Linked DNA regions of Mus musculus: regions 2 and 3 are each linked to region 1. The links are chromatin contacts, called in public HiCAR-type and promoter capture Hi-C maps. All regions are on one chromosome and are shown on one strand. Each heading gives the region's core, a stretch centred on a gene start, on an enhancer-like site or on the middle of the called end of the contact. The rest is flanking DNA. Distances are from core to core; before and after follow the strand shown. Region 1 holds the start of Ipp (IAP promoted placental gene). Region 2 holds the start of Mmachc (methylmalonic aciduria cblC type, with homocystinuria). Region 3 overlaps Mast2 (microtubule associated serine/threonine kinase 2).

The links. HiCAR-type assays count read pairs that join an accessible place to other places. Capture Hi-C pulls out chosen DNA fragments and counts their contacts.
Region 2: a contact with region 1 is called in a promoter capture Hi-C map of liver. The contact joins the promoter of Mmachc here to the promoter of Ipp in region 1. A contact is called at or near these places in 1 of 484 Hi-C or Micro-C datasets (CD4 T cells), 2 of 115 datasets of contacts at active chromatin or transcription factors (bone marrow-derived macrophages and memory CD8 T cells) and 3 of 9 other capture datasets (adipose tissue, liver and pancreatic islet).
Region 3: a HiCAR-type map of PVALB interneurons shows a contact between it and region 1, with 4 times the contacts expected there. The contact joins the enhancer-like site here to the promoter of Ipp in region 1. A contact is called at or near these places in 4 of 39 promoter capture datasets (the 3T3-L1 cell line, hippocampal neurons, liver and 1 more), 7 of 484 Hi-C or Micro-C datasets (brain, cerebellar granule neurons, cerebral cortex and 4 more), 3 of 115 datasets of contacts at active chromatin or transcription factors (PVALB interneurons, craniofacial prominence and embryonic stem cells) and 3 of 9 other capture datasets (adipose tissue, liver and pancreatic islet).

Annotation. Positions count from the first base shown.
Region 1 is chr4:116,505,126-116,509,855 of GRCm38.p6, reverse strand. It overlaps Ipp (IAP promoted placental gene), which reads right to left and starts at 2,307. Exons shown (of 9, transcript NM_008389.3): 1 at 2,206-2,307.
Region 2 is chr4:116,706,099-116,710,828 of GRCm38.p6, reverse strand. It overlaps Mmachc (methylmalonic aciduria cblC type, with homocystinuria), which reads left to right and starts at 2,444. Exons shown (of 4, transcript NM_025962.3): 1 at 2,444-2,591. The coding sequence starts at 2,511. Ccdc163 (coiled-coil domain containing 163) reads right to left here and starts at 2,234. Exons shown (of 10, transcript NM_026714.3): 1 at 1,735-2,234; 2 at 1,556-1,589; 3 at 1,210-1,391; 4 at 1,024-1,105; 5 at 545-728. The coding sequence starts at 1,812.
Region 3 is chr4:116,319,823-116,324,552 of GRCm38.p6, reverse strand. Mast2 (microtubule associated serine/threonine kinase 2) reads left to right here. Exons shown (of 30, transcript NM_001369061.1): 11 at 2,080-2,289; 12 at 4,693-4,730. Among named protein-coding and RNA genes, the nearest start is that of Pik3r3, 100 kb to the right of the region's middle. Within about 2 kb of position 2,067, at least 15 of the 459 cell types and tissues checked have an H3K27ac peak or open chromatin away from gene starts, as enhancers often do. A contact at or near this core is called in PVALB interneurons and muscle stem cells, where this site is marked.

The DNA of each region.
Region 1 (4,730 bases), core at 1,058-3,557:
GGCCACTCTAACCTTACCTACGGTATAGTCTATATCACATTCAACCACATCTATCCAAGCTCATACATGCACACACAGTTACTGAAAAATTGTTCCTTTATGGAAGGAACTAGCGCCTACTGCTACAGCATCAGTCTCTAACATAAATCAGCATTTCGAATGTTTGTGAAATAAATAATGAAAGGCTTGGGGTTCTGTTTTGAGATAATGGTCTTAAACTTGTAATGATCCTTCTGCCTTCCATCACTGCTGGGATTGCAGGCACGTGCCACCATTATCTGCCTCAATTGCTAGCTTCTTCACAAATTTATGCCAATAGTAGTTTTTGGCTTGTTTGTTTGCTTTTGTTTTTTTAAGACATGGTACCACTATACAGCCTTAGCCAGACTGGAACTCACCATGTAGACCAAGTTGCCCTCAAATTCAAGAAGATCTATCTGCCTCTGCCTTCTGAGTGTTGAGATTAAACAACCATGCCTCACTCTCAATTATAATTTTTATGAGAAGAAAATATAATCTCTAAAGCCACAGAGAAGGAAACTACTAAAGTTTCCCCAGCATTAGTATACCAACAGTCTTGGGTTTATTTCATCTATGCCTGGGGTTGCTCCTGCCATATTCTATTCCACAGAAGTTATCAGACTAGGTTGTAGAGAATGGAACCCAGCTACAGAAACTGGGATCTGAGTCTTTGCAGGTTTAACAAAAACAAACATGTCAACAGTCATTTCAGAACGCTTGGGTTCTTCAAGTAGGCATGAAATAGAAGATAACAAAAATCCAACACTTTCATTATTTCTTATTTCCCAAAAAAAAGTTGAAGCTAAGAAACATGGCAACTTGCTATGAGAATCAAAGGGATAAATTCAAGTTACTGAAGAAACCACAAGTCCTTGCAATATAAGATCGACGATGAAGCAGAGGAAATGTAAAATGATTAAGGTTTTGTAATTCAGGCACCAAAGAAAACCAGTAATCAAAATGACAGAACTGTTGTAAGCTGATATTTTTAAAAAATTCAGTATATAGCATTCAGTCAAAATTATCAGTAAAAATGATCTGAAGGTGGGTGTGGTGGTGCAGAGGCAGGCAGATCTCTTAGCTCCAAGCCAGCCAAGACTGCATAGTAAGACCTTGTCATAATAATAATCTGATAATCATGACTATATAGACACTAATTTTGGGAGTTTTAAAGGAAGCCGCTAAAATTTACTTCAGCATGCACACAATGCATCTTACAAACAAGTGGCACATAAATACAATCTATTTCCCTCTATGTGGAAATTCGACCTATAGATGTTATTATACATGGCGTGGCTGTCAGACTTGTTGCTGCTCTGTATTCTCCCTGGCAGCAGATTCTGAACCCTCGCGGTGTGATTCTAGGCTACCTCCATTTCTCTCTTACTCAAGGTATTAAAGCACAGCCACAAGTCAAATGCCTCCTGTTACAACAAACAATTCACTTAATATTCACTTTGACAGTAGAGAGCCAGAATGTTTGTTGTCATCCTTCTCAGTAAATGTTGATGGCATTCCACTGCCAGTGGAGCACCTCATCCTAAACTGTGGCTTGGGAAATGCTTGTTCGTACAAACATGAAAAGTGAAGACCTGGGATTAGTGCATAGGGAGCTAAGAACTATGCTTCCATACAGTTTACTGGCTAACGATGGAGATAATCGGAGGGACTAAAGAGGACCTATGCTTTGATGGCCTGGATTTCCCGCTGAAGAGCATCTGAAAGTTAATTCAGTTAGAGGGCCAGAGCTCCAGCTGAGCATCAAAACAACTGAGACTCTTTGTGCTTGAGTTGGAGGCTGTAACTAGAACTCTGCCTAAACTGGTAGACACTAGAGGAAGAAAACCAACTCTGTGCTACTGACAGCGCGAGCCGGTAAGGAATTTCAGACTGGAGCCGGTAAGGAATTTCAGACTGGAGCCGGCAGAAGTCAGGGACAGGGTCCGGCCTTCGGTTTCCCCAGTGGGTGCTGGGAGAGCAGAGGCCAAGGCGCCGTGAGACTGGGAAGCTCCGGGACGCTAAAAACACACGGACGGTCAGAGCGCCTCCGGAGGCGACAGGACGAAAGCGGAGGAACGGTGCGTTCCAAAGCTCCAATCACTCGCTCTTCCCGGTCTGGAGAGCTGGACATGAGGAAGTTCCCAACCCTGTGAGAAACACAGACCGCACGCAGGCCTCGCTTACCCGCCGCGTCCCTTCCCGCCGGCGCCCTCCGGTGCTCTGCGCGCGCAGGCAGGCAGCGGAGGGGGCGGGGACAGTCTTTGGTGACAGGTGACTGCGAGTGCTGAAGGCGCAGCTTCGGCGCTGATGCGGGAACCTTCTACTGCGCGTGCTCCGCTTCTGGCCCCGCCTCCTCACAGCCACCGGCGTCGCTGGGTAAACCTGGGTAGCCGCTTGCTGGCCGCGGAGGCAGGTTCTTAAAAACCTCTCCCCTGCCTTGGGCTAGTGGACTTCCCTATTCCGCTCCATGCACATCTTCAATTCTTCAAGTGTCCCAGGCCAGGTACTGATCTCAGCGTCGAGGAAAATCACGTGCACCGTGCTTCTCTACCACCTTCCTTAGATCATTTCCTGAACCTCAATTTTGATACACTCCTGCCTACTTTGAAGTCAAGAATCAAAATGCCCACTTCTTTTTCAGTGTAGAGCATCATAATGTGTCCTGGTGCATTAGCAACGTCCAAACTTTTTTATAGTCTCCCCGCCCCACCCCAGGGTTTTCCGTGTAGGCCTAGCTGTCCTACAACTCACTCTGTAGACCAGGCTGGCCTCGAATTTAGAGATACACCTGCCGCTGCTTCCCAATTCTGGGATTAAAGGTGTGCACCACCATGCCCGACTGAGATTTTATTTTTTAAATGTGTGCCTCTAACCATAGGTTTGTATATGTAAAGGCTGTGCCCATGAAGGTCAGAAGATGGTGGTAGTTCCCCCTGATGCTGGAATTACAGGCTGGGAACAGCTCAGGTCCTCCTTGAGGGAAGTGGACTCTTTGCCAGGAGTTGTGGTGCACATCTATCATCCCAGCACTGGGAAGGCAGAGACAGGAGGATTTCTGTTGTGTACCTGGCCAGTCCAGTCTACTTAGTGAATTTCAGGATAGCTGGGGCTATGTAGAGAGACCCTTTCTCAAAAATAACAAGTAGTGTGCTCTCTTAGCCACATCATCTCTCCAACCCTCAAACTTTATGTTCCTGACCCATAGTGTACAAAAATATTTTACATCAAACACATACCATGTATTTGCATATTCAGATGTATAGCTAAGACAAAAATTTCACAAGACTATGCTTACATTTACTCCACATCTTCAATTTCTACTTTACATTTCATTATGAAAAGTGCAAAAAAAAATCTGCAAAAAGTGGCAGAAATTTAGAAAAGAGTAAAAGGAATTACTGGACCCCTGTCTGGTGCAAGGCTCAGCAATCACTGACCAATACTGGAAGGCTAGTTCCATGAAGATTTTCTATTGACTAAGCTATTTTATGGTGGAAGAAAAAAAAGAGAGATGGCTCAAACGATTAAGAGCACTGGCTGCTCTTCTAGAGGAACTGGGTTAGTTCTCAGCAACTACACGGCAGCTCACACCAGTTCCAGAGGATCACACAGCCTCACACAGACATACAAGCAGGCAAAACACCAATGCTCATAAAATAAGAATAAAAATTTAGAGGGCTGCCGAGATGGCTCAGTGGGTCCTGAGTTCAAATCCCAGCAACCACATGGTGACTCACAACCACCTCTAATGAGATCTGACGCCCTCTTCTGGTGTGTCTGAAGACAGCCACAGTGTACTTATGTATAATAATAAATAAATCTTTGGGCTGGAGAGAGCAGGGACTGACCAAGCAGGGTTGACTGGAGTGAGCAGAGGTCCTAAGATTCAATTCCCAACAACCACATGAAGGCTCACAACCATCTGTACAGTTACAGTGTACTTATACACATAAAATAAATAAATCTAAAAATAATTTAGAAGAAAAATACCAAAACATTACATTTTAGTGATACCAAGGCACTTTTGTCTCTTTTAACACATTTATTTAGATATTCCAGGTTCTTAGAAAATACAACATTCCTACAATGCCTGATGAGATTCTAAAATGGTGCAGTTACTATGTAAATTCTCTGGCAGCTCCTCAAAGGGTTAAATATAAAGTTACCATGCAATCTAATAACTGAATCCCTGCAGATATATATCCTAGAGAAATGAAAACAGATGATCATGCAAAAACTTGTTTATAAGAATGGTATAAGTTGATCACCATTATTCATAGCCACCACATGGGAATAGCCTCAATGACTATCAACTGATGAATGAATGAACTAAATGGGAACAAATGTGTGTGCATAAAACAGAGAATGATTTGACAATAAAAGATAAAGTTGTGCTCTATTTACTAGAGAAAAAAATGCCAGAACCAACCTTGAGGGTCAACAGATGAATGAATAATGAAAAATTTCTATATACATAAAATGGAATCTTATTCAGCTCTAAAGAAGAATGCAATTACAAAATTTGCAGGAAATGGATAGATTTAGAGTGTATAATATTAAGCAATGTCACGCAATCTCAGAAAGGAATATGTTTTCCCTCATGTGCAGAATCTAGCCAACAATTTATCTTATATGTAAAAACTGTATGTAGGGATACAGTATAAATATATAGACAAGAGAATAAAGACACTAAGGATCAGGGGATAAGG
Region 2 (4,730 bases), core at 1,195-3,694, 200 kb before region 1:
CCTTTTTGTTTTCTGAAAAAAGATCTTTTTAACCCTGGATGGCCTATAGCTCAATATGTAGAGCAGGCTAGTCTCAAACTCATAGAGACCGGCCATCTCTGCCTTCTGAGCACGAGAACTAAAACTGTGTGACACCAAGAAGCACATTTTTTAAAAAATAGTATAGAATAGAGTTTATTCAGGGCACAGAAGGGGAGTTGGAAAGGGGGAGAGGGAGAGAGAGAGAGAACAGAGAAAGAGGAGAGGAGAGGCCTGCCAGAAACATGTGGAGAGAAAGGGGTAAGGGGAAGAAGAAGAGGAGGAGAAGGAGTAGAGGAAGAGTGAAGCACATTTTTAAAAAATTTTTATTTATTATATATACAACATGTATGCCTGCAGGCCAGAAGAGGTCATCAGATGTGGGCCAACCCGTGGTTGCTGGGAATTGAACTCAGAACCTCTTGAAGAGCAGTCAGTGCTCTTAACCTCTAAGCCATTTCTCCAGCCCCCAAGAAGCACATCTTAAACAAACAACCAAAAGGGTGAAGCCTTGCCCATCACTTACTCACTCTGCAGCTCTTGGTGAAAGCCACTGGCAGGACCCAACTTTCCTGGTCTTGCTTTCATTTGGTTTTGGACTAGCTCTTGAACCTGACTCCGAAGGCCCTGCAGTTCCTTTTTCAGCCCTTCCAGGCATTGCTCCAGAAGGGCTCTCCCTTTGGGGCCCTCCTGCAGCAGTTTTAGTGATGCTGTAGAGGGGAAAGTAAGGTCAGTGGCTCTAAGAGACTCACATGAGAGCAAATGACACATAGGTAAAGCTGTGTAGGGCTGGAGGGAGAGAAGCTCACCCATTCACTAAAAGGCTAAGCCCCACAACCGAAAGCTGTATGTACATCAGCGGTAGAGCACAGATCATTAGCATGTGCAAAACTCGAAAGCTGTATGTACATCAGTGGTAGAGCACAGATCATTAGCATGTGCAAAACTCTTGGTTTCCATTTTAAAACTCTGTGTGCCATACATAGAAAAGAATTGGCCCAATACCTTCTAGAGCACTGATCTTGAACATATGTTGCTCCCGATCCTTCAACAGGCTCTGTACAGAATGCTTCAGCGCCTCAGTCACCTACCCAAGCAGAGAAAACCCAGACATTCCTTTCTAAGTCATTGTCCCAACTCCTAATATTCTCGTCTCACATTATCACCACGTACATACCCCTAATACCTCACCTGAGCCTGAGCCTGAAGCTGGGATCGGAGTTTAGTAACTTCATCCCAGAGAGAGGAGCTGTGGGCTTCAGTACAGCTCAGTCTCTCTCCAAGAGTGGGAGTCTTTAGAGCCCAAGGCTGTTGAGCTTGGGCCTCTGGCTGAGGAGGTAAGCGATGAGAAGTCCAGGTGTCAGCCAGGTCCCCTATTGTGGGAATAGGGAAGGGACAAGAGCAGGGTCTGTCTGTGTAGGAAATCAGAGGACAGGAAGTAGCTGGGATTTGTACAGAACTGTGAGCTGTACAGGCAGGCACTGAAAGAAAGGAGGCTCTGAGAAGACAAAGGGCTGGGAGAAAAGACAATACTTACCTGTAGAGGAAACTCGAAAGGGATACAAACTCTGCTACAAAAAAAAAAAAAAAAAAAAAAAAAAAAAAAACCAGCAAACAGTTCAACAAGCCAGTGAGCTCTCAGTGCCCTTTACTAAGCCCTAGCCTAGCCTCCCAATGGGAGGGGTTAGATGGGGATCCCAGAGGTCCCCCTCTTACCTTAATCCGGGCCATATTTTCATCAGTTGAACTGAGAACCGCATGAAGCTGATCAGACCAGCTAGGGCTCCTGTTCATCCTGGAGCACTTGAAATTGCGTCTCTAACTTTCCCTGTTCTTGCTCTTCCACACTCAGATACCCGCGGGCCAGCCCAGGACAAGCCACAGAGTTAGATGGAAATAAGGAAAGTGGGAATATATTAGGGCTACAGAAACAGTGCGATAGCAATACTGTGAATCTAGAACTACGGAACAGAGTACTTTGAAAAGTGGGGGGTCGGGGAGGGGGGAAGAAAACAGAATAATATCGAGAGGGTAGAATGAACCGAATTTTGGTTGAGACCTCCACAAATCAAGGACGCTATCACCACTGAGACAAGTGACAAGTGCCGCTCAAGAGTTCAAACTCTGGTAGGCGGAGAATGAGATTTTAAGTACCGGTGCCGCAGCGCCACCCGGGAAACTGAGTCCGCTTCTTGCGGAGACCACAGGCAATAGAGGGCGGAAATACGTTTCCCTGGAAATACGTGCCCTGTGCGTTCACACTCACACCTCCCGTGAAGCTCGTCGGGACACGGAGTCTTCCAGACTCGGTTATGTTTGGGCTACAAGGACAAAAGTAACTACGTGTACCAAGATGCACCGTGCAGAGTCAGTTGAGTCCGTTACTATTCCTTTACTTCTTGGGAAATGTAGTCCAGCCCTGATGGACGCATACAAGCCTAAGTTAGCTATGAGACTCCATTTCCCAGCAAGCTCAGCGTTCAGCGTGCGTTATGGAGCCGCGAGTCGCAGAGCTGAAGCAGAAGATTGAGGACACCTTGTGTCCTTTTGGCTTCGAAGTTTATCCCTTCCAGGTTGGTTTGTCTTCCCTGTGGTCCTAGGGTGAGCTCTAGGATTGGCCTTGGTGCCAAAAGTGTGAAGGCCGGTGAGCCCTTCTGATCCTCTCAACCTACTGCAGCCATCTGATGACCAGGTCGTGTTGTAAAATGGGGCTTGATTAAAAAACGTAGAGAAACACATGTTTGCCCTTTTATGTCTTTATGATGTCAAACAAATGAATGGGATACAGCCCAAGATCCCCTAACCTGTCATCATTATAATTTACCAGAAAACGGTCTCCCGGTGTGGGCGGGATCATCAGATTCTTCCAAAGGAATTAGAAGAGGTCAAAACTTGGAAGGTTGGTGTGACAGTGTACTCGATCAGATGAAGAGAGAAGAGTATTCCTAATGTTGAACAAGAGACAATTGGCTAGTTTGTTCGGCCAGCCAACAGAAGGCTAATTCATGGTGTTGCTTGCCATCAATACGGGACTGAGCATAGAAATTCCTCACGCTCGCCTGGTACAGAAGTCTCTGTAACCACAGTCCCTCTCCACCCCACCCAGCCCCGCCCTATTCCACACTTTCCTCCCACAGTGCTGAGTGAACAAAATTATGTTTAAGACACAAACTAAAATCCGCCTGTGTCCTTTGGCCTATCTTAAGATTCCTAGGCCATTGAGCTTTCCAGGGGAAGACTTGTAAGAAGATACTATTGAGAAGTTAAGTCTAGTTTGAAAGCCATGCTTGAGGTCTTGGGTTCAATTCCTAGTAATGAGGCAAAAACAAAATTGAAAGCTGAGGCTATAAAACTAAGTGAGATGTATATCTATCTATCCATCTATCAGAAATTTATCTGATAGGTGGATGGCTAGCTAGCTAGAGTGCTGGCTTAGCATTTGCAAATCTCAGTCACCAGCACAAAAACAGAGAAATGTATATGAAAAGATGGATTGAAAGGAGAGGAGAATTATGTACATTCTAGAGTCAGATTGGGACTGGAAAGAGAGCTCAGCAGTTAAGAGCACTGACTGCTCTTCCAGAGATTCTGAGTTCAAATCCCAGCATCCACATGGTGGCTCACAACCATCTGTAATGGGATCTGATGCCCTCTTCTGGTGTGTCTGAAGACAGCTACAGTGTACTCACATACATAAAATAAGTAACTAAATCTTTTTTTAAAAGTCAGAATTTGGAGGCAGTGATGGAAGGTAGTGATGGAAGGCAGATATGGGAAAGAATAGAAGTGCCTATGTGAATGTGAGGCATGGTGGCTGAAGCCTTTGACCCCAGCACTCAGGAGGCCGAGTCTTCCAGACCAGCCTGATATACATAGCAAGCTCCAGGTCAGCCAGAGCTATAGTGAGACCCCATCTTATTTTAAACTTGTGTGTGTCTAGTCTGGATAATAGGAACTATTATACTGAGCAGAGTTAGCCCCGCCTGTCTCCTAAGGTCTTGCTACTCACCTTTCCAGTCCTATATCCAACAGCCACCATGAATATCACCTGAATCTTCCAAACACAGGTTGTTGTTTTTAGCCCACCAACCTATCCTATATCCCAGAACACTTCTCACATATGAATTATTATAATCTCCTTGCTGCCATCTTGGCTCCAATCCATTCTCTACAGCGCAACCAGATCTTAGTAATGCAATTATTGGTCACTTTATTCTTTTAAGGGTTAAATGACTCCTCATCTTCACCAAGTTGGTGCCATAGTTTTTAAGTTGATATGTAAGGCCAGGCCCAACCTCTCTCCTACTAATCTCTCAAGCCTTCCCCTAGTGCATTTCCTTCTTTTTTTCTTTCCTTTTTTTTTTTTTTTGGTGGGGGAGAGGGGCGGGGGGATGGGGTTCTTTTTTTGTTTTGTTTTTTCGAGACAGGGTTTCTCTGTGTAGCCCTGGCTGTCCTGGAACTCACTCTGTAGACCAGGCTGGCCTTGAACTCAGAAATCCACCTGCCTCTGCCTCCCAAGTGCTGGGATTAAAGGCGTGCGCCACCACGCCCAGCTTCTTTCTTTCTTTTTCTTTTTTCTTTTTTTAATTCTCCCCACCCCCCCCCCAAAAAAAAAAAAAAAAAAAAAAAAAAGACAGGGCTTCTCTGTGTATCCCTGGCTGTCCTGGAACTTGCTCTGTAAACCAGACTGTTCTCAAACTCAGAGATCCAAC
Region 3 (4,730 bases), core at 818-3,317, 190 kb after region 1:
AAGGTATGGTCCAGATTAAAGATAGGTCTTCCCACCTCAAAAGTCTGGATTAAAGATGTGTCATCCTACCTCAGAGATCCAGTTTAGAAGTAGATCTTCCCGCTTCAAATGATTTAATTAAGCAAAAATTCCTCACAGGTATGCCCAGCCATTTTAGGTTCTAATTAATTGTAGATGTAGTTAAAACGGCAGCGAGAATAACCATGACAAGCTCAGAGAGACGCCAGGAGACTGAGGTGCTCAGACCTCCTTCATCCTCTCTCTGTCCAGGCCTCCCTGAACAGTCTGTCTGTTCCTACTTGTATGTGCTTCTTGCTGCTCTTGGCCTTCCTTCCTTCCTTCCTTAAACTGTACACTCTTCTTCATACACGTGACAGCTGAGGGAAATGACAAAAGTGCTCTCCTTTTCTCTCTTGACATATACCAGTGACGCCTTGTAACAGCGACCTAGGCTGTCTGCATTCATCTGTGTCCCGTTTATCAGCTGTGCGATTCTAGACAGATCATTTGATTCCCTGGAGCTTCATTTGCCTCATTGACAACTCATAATAATAGAATTCTACTAGATCTGTCTCATACGAGGATCAGTGAACACTGGTTTTCTAACAGTTGGTGGACATGAGAAGTATGAGTAACTATTAGCTATTAGTTTGTTTAATCTTTTCTCTGTTCCACATTGTAGCCTTGAAGTAGACACAAGAATGAGAGCAAAGAAAGAAAGTGCAGGAAAGCAGCTAGGAAGTTCCATAGTGTGCAGTGTTGAGAAATGTATCTTGCATGCCTCATTCTCTATGTGCAGAGATGTGTATTGGTATACACCTAGAGCTGTGTGTTGGTATTTATAGGTATTTCTGTGTCCTTCATCTAAGATAGGCTTTAGAGAAGATGTGTTAAGATTTCTTTCCCGGGACTGGAGAGATGGCTCAGCGATTAAGAGCACTGACTGCTCTTCCGAAGGTCCTGAGTTCAAATCCCAGCAACCACATGGTGGCTCACAGCCATCCGTAATGAGATCTGACGCCCTCTTCTGGCGCATCTGAAGGCAGCTACAGTATACTTAGATATAATAATAAATAAATCTTTAGACCGGAGCAAGCGGGGCCGACCAAAGCAAGTAAAGGTCCTGAATTCAAACTCCCAACAACCACATTATGGCTCACAACCATCAGTACAACTACATTGTACTCATATGTACATTAAATAAATCTTTAAAAATATATATTTCTTTCTTTTCTTCTTTCCCTGCTGCTGTCCTTCTTTAAAAATCCCTCTGTACACAGATAAACTTTTGTGTCAACATATTAGGATACAGAAGTCACCATCTAGTGATAAAGAGAAGTCAAAGTCTGAAAGAGGCAGTTGTTAACTTGTTCACTAGTTTGTCAACTATGTTTGTCAGTTTTCACATGGCTGTATAGTTAGAGGCCCAAGAGAGTCCCGAGCCAGATCTCCATTCTGCTCTTCTGGGGATCTAGGCCAGGGTCATGTTGCAATCCAAAGTCCTCCATCCCAGCTTACCTTCCAAGACCAGGCAGGACCATACCTTTGATACATGTTCTCTAAGCACCTCCTGTATTCAGTGTGAACTTAGGTTAAATCTGAGAACCCTGTGATAATGAAACCTTCTGACTTGCCAGATGTCTTACATACAGAAGGTTCAGAAACCAATATCATCTATGCACTGACTTGTCCAGTCAGGAGACCAAGTCACCCCAGAGGAAAGAGAACCTTTGTTTCCTAGGAAGTCTGGGGAATTCATGATACTTAGGTGAGATGAAGAGCAACAGGAACTTGTAAGGAAGGTCAACCCCAAAAAAATGGTGTAACAAAGGCATGAAATATGGCTAGGCAGAGACCAGCAAACCTTGTATGCCTGCAGAACCAAAAATCGTACAGTATAGGATATGGCAAGAAACAGGCAAAAAGGTGATGGGGGCCTTGAGTCTGGTCCTGGGACTGTCTGCCTTCAGTCATTCGACTTCCCGGCGTCACATAGGCACACAGAGAGCCCATCCTTCAGAATTCGCTGCAGCTAAGCTGGGACTGAAAGGGAATTCTTTTCTTTTCTTTTCCTCCCAGGCCACTGCACAGATGGAAGAGCGACTAGCTGACTTCATTTCCTCTAACACTCCAGATAGTGTGTTGCCCTTGGCAGATGGAGCACTAAGCTTTATTCATCATCAGGTGATTGAGATGGCCCGAGACTGCCTGGATAAATCTCGGAGTGGCCTCATTACGTCACACTATTTCTATGAACTTCAAGAGAATTTGGAAAAGCTTCTGCAAGATGTAAGTGTCTTGACGAGGAATGTAATGACACTTCCACAAGGTCATCTCGGGAATTGGCAGTGAGCTCACTCTTCCAGCTGCTGGCCACAATCAGGTCTCCTTGCCAGTGAATAGGAGTTTCCATGTTTGGTACTGATGATCTGATGTTCTTCCCACGGCCTTTCCATCACTAAGAGAAGCCTGCTTGGTTTCAGAGGAACTCAGTTTTGTGAATGGTTCTCTAAAGCCAAAGCTGTATTACTCTGTCTGAGACTCCAACATGGGTAGTGTATAATTCCAGCATTGGTATTATGTATGAGTATTTGACTTTTTACCAAAATATGTATAGGTATTTGACTTTTTACCAAAAGCAAAAAGTTGCATAGAGGTTCACCAGACATGACGGCCCACACCTAGTTCTTGGGAGGTGAGGCAGATCCCACTGAACCTGACTGGTCTATGTAGTGAATGCCAAGCCAGTCTGGGCTATATGTAGTGAGATCCTATTTATTTCAAAACAAACATCATCAGCATCATAATAACAATACAAAATACAGTAGTGGATATATGGACTGTGTTTTACTGAAAATCATTTGTTTAAGCACAGCTTCCTAACTATCCTCAACCCAGGTGAAGCAGGCCTCAGGCTTATCCTATGAGCAAGTCCATTAACTGATACTTTATTAGCACAGTGATAGACTTTGACGTGAAAATGTGAATCTCTTCAGTATAAAAAGTCTCTGGGGCTGGAGAGATGGCTTAGTGGGTAAGAGCACTGACTGCTCTTCCCGAAGGTCCTGAGTTCAATTCCCAGCAACCACATGGTGGCTCACAACCATCTGTAATGGGATCTGACGCCCTCTTCTGGTGTGTCTGAAGACAGCTACAGTGTACTTATATAATAATAAATAAATCTTTTAAAAAAAAGTCTCTGGGAGGAACTGAAATGATGACTCGGCTGTTAAAAGCACTGGTTGGTTTTCCAGAGGGCCCAGGTTCAACTCCTCGCACCCATGTAGTGGCTCACAACAGTCTATAAATAGATTTTACATCTCTGAGAAGCTGGAGAGATGATTTCCTGATTAAGAGCATGTACTGCTTTGCAGAGGACTTGTGTGGTTCCAAGCAACCACAACTGTCTATAACTCCCTGGCCTCTGCAAACACCTACATTCATGTCCACATACAAACCTATACATATAAATAAAGAGAAAGAAAATTTTAAGTCTCTGAAAAACAAAAGACAGAATAATCCAGAGGGGGGGGGGGGACCAAAGCTTCCACTAAATTCTTAAGCACTGCCTTCCTCAGCCTCTCAGGACAGTTGACAGCATTAACGCATTTGAGGTAAGAGCTCCTGGTCTCCAAGGTGCTTCATGCCACTAAAGTAGTGAAGCGCCCCTGTCTCCTCTCAACTGAAGATCCAGAGCTAATGTTCAAACAATGAATGGCTTCTAGAAGACTAGCAGATCAGTCTCTATACCCATGAAGATATAACTGGGTAGGTGGTAGTTACAGTGAGAAAGTATTCTTTAAATATGTTTTAAAAGTAATTTTATCTATAAAAATTCTTCCTCTGATTCCAAAATGGATACTTAGTTATAAATGTTACATAAGAGCAAGTTGAGAATGCCAAATTCCCATGAGAAGCAGCTGTTTCTTTCTGTTCAAAAATGAAGCTCTGGAGTTGGTAAGATGAGACCATCAGGTAAAGGTACTGCCGCCAAACCCGCTGGCCTGAGTGGGATCCCCCAGATCCACACAATAGAGAGAGAGAGCCTTCACATGCACACCCTGGCATGAGCGTGCATGTATTGCACACCCCGGCATGAGCATGCGTGTATACAGAATGGAGAGATAAAAATGTAGTCAGCTAGTTTGTATAAGGCTCTAGTGACTGTTGATATTAGGGGGTGGAGATTTCTAACCAAGAAACAAAGCATGACTGGATAGCAGTGGCATACACCCTATTAATCCCAGAACTTGGGAGACTGAGGCCTGCCTCAGCTACCTACATAGTAAGACTCTTAGAAGAAGACACAATGTCCAGGGGCTAAGGAGATGGGTCAGTCAGGAGTGGCTGCCAGCTAAGCATGAGGACTGAGATTGGATTCCCATTTCCTGTGTAATAAACCAGATGTGGCACCATGTTTCTGTAACCCTTAGGGGAGGGAGGGGACCCTGGAGGTCACCAGCTAGCCTCCATAGCCAATCAGTGAATGACAGGTGCAGTGAGAGACCCTGTCCTAAAAAGTACGTTTAAAGCTAGCCCTGGTGGAATGGGCACAGGAGAGCTGTTCCTGGGCTGTTGACTCTTCAACATGCACATCCAAGTCCCTTTCTGTAGTCAGCTCTGTACAGTCTGGTCCTTTTTAACCCAACCACATCAGGATAATTGTTCAAGCAACCTTTCTCTTCTGTGTAGGCTCACGAACGCTCAGAAAGCTCAGATGTAGCCTTTGT